2 separate regions of the Dromaius novaehollandiae genome follow, and region 2 is linked to region 1. Evidence: chromatin contacts called from public Hi-C data. All regions are on one chromosome and are shown on one strand. The core of a region is the stretch at or near the end of the contact, and the rest is flanking DNA. Distances in the headings are between cores, read along the strand shown. Region 1 has its middle 110 kb from the start of ANK2. Region 2 has its middle 18 kb from the start of ANK2.

Evidence for each region. Hi-C and Micro-C count contacts between places; a contact is called where the count stands out from the background.
Region 2: a Hi-C map of liver shows a contact between it and region 1, with 9 times the contacts expected there. The contact joins two enhancer-like sites. A contact is called at or near these places in 2 of 4 Hi-C or Micro-C datasets (brain and liver).

The regions. Positions count from the first base shown.
Region 1 is chr4:23,291,927-23,294,679 of bDroNov1.hap1, forward strand. No RefSeq gene overlaps it. Among named protein-coding and RNA genes, the nearest start is that of ANK2, 110 kb to the right of the region's middle. Within about 2 kb of position 1,500, at least 1 of the 2 cell types and tissues checked has open chromatin away from gene starts, as enhancers often do.
Region 2 is chr4:23,379,501-23,382,237 of bDroNov1.hap1, forward strand. No RefSeq gene overlaps it. Among named protein-coding and RNA genes, the nearest start is that of ANK2, 18 kb to the right of the region's middle. Within about 2 kb of position 1,446, at least 1 of the 2 cell types and tissues checked has open chromatin away from gene starts, as enhancers often do.

The DNA.
Region 1 (2,753 bases), core at 250-2,749:
GAGTTCCTTCTTGTAATATGTTAGACTCTACAGACTTTTCTTACGTTATCCTTTGCCTATTTTATTCTATATCATCTTAATGCTAATCCAGTGCTGGACAAACCCTTTCTCTTGCATGGGGTTATTGTCACTGTACTATGCTACTGAACGTATCTGGTAGTGCCCATGTTACTAGGTTTTTCTCTATGGTTCTAGCTATCTGAGGGAAAAACAATAAATGTCCAAATGAGCATAATCTCTGCTGTAGTTCTTCTTTCCCCTCAAGGCTTTAATATGAGAGGTTATTAGCTATTTTAATTTACCTGACTCTTTTATTTTATTTTATTTTTTATTTTTTTTACTTAATATTTAGCCAAAACAGTGAAAAGTTATCTTCCCCTTGTTCACATACAGGTTAGTGACTGTGGCATCCCTAAAATGTGAATCAGTGCCAATGAGAAAGGAAGCATGAAATCTTTGTGTCTGTACGACCTCCAGCATGCTGTGTTTTGAATTTTTCACTTTAAAGGCTCATTCTTTATGGGAAAAGATCTGCTAATCTAAATGATAATTGTTAAATAGTAATTTGTTTCTCTTTATTTCTTTGTTTCTATTCTATCGTAATATGGGGAAAACTATGTATCCTAAATCTGGGCTAATGCCCAGTTAGGTCCAGCTGAGCCTTTAACTGGAAGTTCATTAGATCTTTGTCATATAAATAGGTTGTTTTTAATGACATAAGGCTACCTGGGTGCTGCAGTTTTGTAAGCAATCTTCCTTTCTCTGTGCCTTTATAGCCTTTTCTGTGACATGATTTTACGTGTCTGCTTACCTTGCCTGTGGCATTTTGCCAGTCATCAGATGCTGGTATTCTAGAGGGGGAAGAGTCCCATTCCATCAGCCGTGGTGAATTAGGATTGCTTTTTAGCATATGCCAAAAAGAAAAAGTATTAGCATTTTCATCTTATTTCAACTTTTAATCTAGTATTGCATAAAGTATTTAAACTGCCGAGCTGAGCAGAAATTCTTTGTCATCATTAACATAAGAACCAAAAATGGTGATTAGCAAACTTTGGTAATAGTCTTTTCAGCCACAGGAGGAACATGATTCTGTGCGGAGCTCGCGAGTCAAGTTTGTGGCAATTCCATGTGTAGAGCAGCAGGTTAGACCAGCTGGCAAAAAGCTGAAGTACTGACACAGGTCAATCTTTGAATTTAGGAATAATGTGGTTATCTCAAAATATACACATACATACATACATACATACATACATACATACATGATAGTACCAGCCCTAGAGAGGGGTTATGTTAAGTTCTTTGGTCAGGATTCATAGGCGAACGGATGGGTGCTGGGGAGTGACATTGGCCACTGGAAGGCTTCTCTTTCCTCTCCATGGGAAGAAAACTGTGCTGCAGTTTCTAGTGCTGCCAGTTTTCCCCAGTGTGGCTGAAGCTTCCCTCACATGTTCTGGTGCTGAGGAGGAAGGAAGTGGTGGCTGTGAGTCACAGTGGTTACAGAAACGTGCTAATGAGGTGGGGAGGAAGAACAATGCTGTGTAGAAGGCAGGGGAGGAATGTGATGTGGAACCAGCTGCTAGTGGGAGGGAGGAGAATAGGAGAAGCTGGCTGAATCCTGATGATGCATCTGGAAGCTAAATTCTTATTCACACATAGGATTTTAGAGTTTCTCTAAACCCAGCTCTTGTAATCTCTTTGCCCTCTGTTTGGTGCAGATCCAGGAAAACAGCACAGGGCACTGTTTGTGGGCTGGCTAGCCACAGCAGAAGCCACATGGTCACTCTGTTCAGTGGTGCTCAGGTGGAGAGGCCCACCAGTCGTGGATTTATAGTTCTCAGTTTCCAGCAGTAGCTCACTTAATGGGCTCAGATTTGTCCTTCTGTTTGCAGAGAACTCAAAAATGGGGAAGCTCAGAATCCCTCTGAATCTTCAGTGCACACTTTGGACATGTGGTCCTCATTCAGAGTTATTTCCTGTGGGTTACTTTTGCACAGCTTCAGAACACTTATTTTCCTGAGACTAAATTATCAACCAGATGCATTCAGGCACAGTTTAAAGTCATGCTTATAGCTGTGTATAATTCAGTGAAGCTTTGCTAGTCAAAGTATCCTTTGATAGACGGGGCTTGTTGGGTGTATTTCACTCTGAAGGCCAAATCTCTTTAAAATTCAGATAGAACCACAAAATATTTCTTTTTCTGAAAGTGAAATTCCTTGCATAATACTGTGCTTTATCTAAAAATGAGGAGCACATGCCTATTTTTGTAGTACAGGTGGGATTCTGAGGTTTAAGAATTAGTTTAAGAACAACAAATACTATAGTATCGGTCCTGAGACAGATACGTCAACTCTGTGTGTTTAGAGTGTGTGTGTGCACCTATATATGCAGTTATTCATAAACAGGCATCCTGAGCACCCATAATTCAAGCTGCTTTTCAGACAGCCCCACCAGTGTCCAGCTATTCTTAATCAAGTGGTGGCATCTCAAAGAGCAAAAGGGTAGTTCAGTTTCTGTCTCTGAGTTGAGAGGACAGATAATGGTGCCAGTTAGCTTTCTCTGATTCAGTGTCTGTTCCCTAGGAAAGAATGAAGGTCGTACTTAGGATGGTGAACAGCTCATCAATGGAAGAACATCATCCTTGCTGCATATGTATATTTTTTTCTTTTGTATGGATTTTTCCTCTCTTTTTCCTATTTATTTTTACATAAGGAAAGATTATTTACTGAGAAGAGGATAAATACGTAGTACTATAT
Region 2 (2,737 bases), core at 196-2,695, 88 kb after region 1:
GCCTCAGCTTCTGGACCACAGTCCCTCCAAATTGTGTTTATAGTTCGTACTATGTCAGTGTTTGCTGTGAGAGGCAAACTTGCAAAATTTGTAGGAGTGCAGCATATTGATTTAGCAAAGCAGTTGTTAGTAAGTCCCTTCACAAATTCATTTGAAAAAATCCTGCAAACCTCACTCAGCGTGTGCTATGGGAAGCCAGCAGCGTTCACCAGGAGTCATTTTGCCCAACTTCGGGGTTTTGCATGCAGAACTACATGCTGCCAGGGGAGCGGGCTGCTCGGTTGTTGTGGAAATGGTGCCTTTGCTGCAGTCACAGTCGGCGCTGACTTGGGTTTCTGATGCTGCCCGAGCAGAGCTGGGCACGGGCAAAGCAGCTGGAGCCCAGGCTGCCGGGCGTCTGTACTGGCCTGTATGCCAAGATGGACAGCAGTAAGTGCACGGCGTCTTGGCCCACACCCTCTTGCCTTTTGTTGACACGTTTGTGCAGCGTAGCAGCTGTGACAGCCTTTCTGCAGGCCCCCGGGTGCCTTGGCTGGAAATGCTGTGTGTTGTGCTACACGGCACGCCGTGGCCTGCTGCTGCCTGCGACCGCAAGGTGGAAGGTGTTTGGATTCAGGAAGGGGGAGCCTGAGCAGCCTTGCTAGCCAGCTGTACACTTCCTACGAGATGTGAAGTGCCACCTGGAGGTGGATTCCTCAAAGCCGGGGTGAGGTGGGGACGCCTGGGTGGAATGGGCTAGAAGAAGGGGTGTGGGGAAATACTGCCGTGTAGCAAGGGTAAGGTGTTGAAGAAGATGAGAATGGGTGCCAAAAGGCATAAGAGGATATTGATAGATGGTTCCTTAATCCAGGAGCTTTCTCAGAAGGATCGCAAGGAATTGACGTTACCTACGGTGATCACTGGAAGGTGATTTTGTATGAGAGTTCAGAAATACTGAGAGGCAGAGAGGAACTTCAAGAGATCTGTTTTCTGCCAAACATATGAATAAGCAGAGGCCTAAACTACAAAGTCCATGTGACTTGCATAGGATGTAGGTCCCATCTCTAATGATGGGAACATTAAATTTTCCACGCATTTGGATCAGGAAGATCTCTTTTTTTCTGAGGTAATTAATTGTTAATTAGGGGAAGTTATCTTCATCAATATATGTACTCTTTGTACATATATCACAATGAATAACATTTTCAGGGGAATCCAAGAATTTGCACCTAATTTGAACCAACTGTCTGCATACATAAGGTTAAAGCCCTATGCAGCTGTTAAAAAATATAACCTCATGCTGTACAGATTCTTTCTTCCTTTCAAATTTCTTTTAACTGTCTCATCAAAAGTGCAGTCTATATTTTAACAGTGCTTGTGTGTATGTGTTTCTATGCACGTGCACAAATGCTAATCCGGCTAGTGTACAGTATCTGGCATGTGCACTGCTAATGGGCTGGTATTATGGTAACCTGACACTTTGTATTTTCAGTTTCGATAGTGTTACTAAGCACTCAGTTATTGCCAAGAGCAAGGCTAAGGAAAAATACTTAAAGACTAAGAAATGCCAGAATTAAGATGCATATATTCTAAGACACAGATTTCTGATGGTGGAATTGTGTGTTATTTTTCCATAACATCTTTGACTTATTCAGAGCACAGGCTGCACCTGATTTACAGATGAGTCAGAGTTTAATAATCAGGGCAGAGCAGGATTCTCGCTTGAGCTGTGTTACAAGTAGTAGTGTTTGTGCTAAGATGAGGGATTGGGGCAAAAGGAGAGAGCTGGTGATCTGGAAATTGAGCGCCGTCCTGGAGATCTGGGTTCTGATTTTATTCATCTCAGAGGTCCTGTGTGATGCTGCTCAGATCAGATAAACTCAGCGTTTCAAGGACTACCAGCAGCTATGTGTTCCTTCCTTTCCCTGACTGCCTGACTTCTGATTCACAGTCTACTTGTAGAAATGTCGAGCGCTCATTATAGCAAATGAAGTCAACGGAAATGTCACTTTTGAGTATAAACACTACATGTAATGTATATGCTCCGAAAAATAAGATTCAAAGTGTTTCTGATTGGTGCAGCCAAAATTAGGGGATACATTTAGCCTTTGTAAAGTGAAGATTACGTGTCTTCCATTTTACAAAGCTGTTATTGAAAATAAATAGATTAGTATTTACTACAGATACATATACAATAACAGCAAGAACTACAGAAAAGCCTATGAGGAAATTAATAATTCCATCTTCAAAAAGCAGGTTTATCATAGAGAATAAAAGTCCTTCTGCCACCCCTTGAGCATCAAGGAGAAGGGAGTGCTCAGATCTCTGTTTCTTAAATGCATGCTGTCTGGGCCTATTCATTGAATGAGGCAGAGGTCTCATGAATATATAGTATGTGATCATTAATTAAAGGCTATCTTATGATGCATACACATGAGGGGGTTGAATGAAGATTACAGTCTTAATTAGGAATTTCTTAGGTTTTAAGTGCTTGTCTTTACAACCTGCATGTTCTTATAATGTATTTTTCTGCAATATGTGATGTTTTATACACATTAGGCTAGAGAACAGATGTTAAAGGAATCAGCTAGAACATTGTAAGGCATTTTCTACAAATTTCGTCTTGTGGAACATTCAGACTTTCAGTTCTGTTAGTGTCTGAATTAGTCCAGATCAGCAAAATCAATAGCAGAAGAACTTGTTGTTAACAACAAGCTTTTCTAACTAGGCCCTTCATAATAGAGAGGCATACATGGAG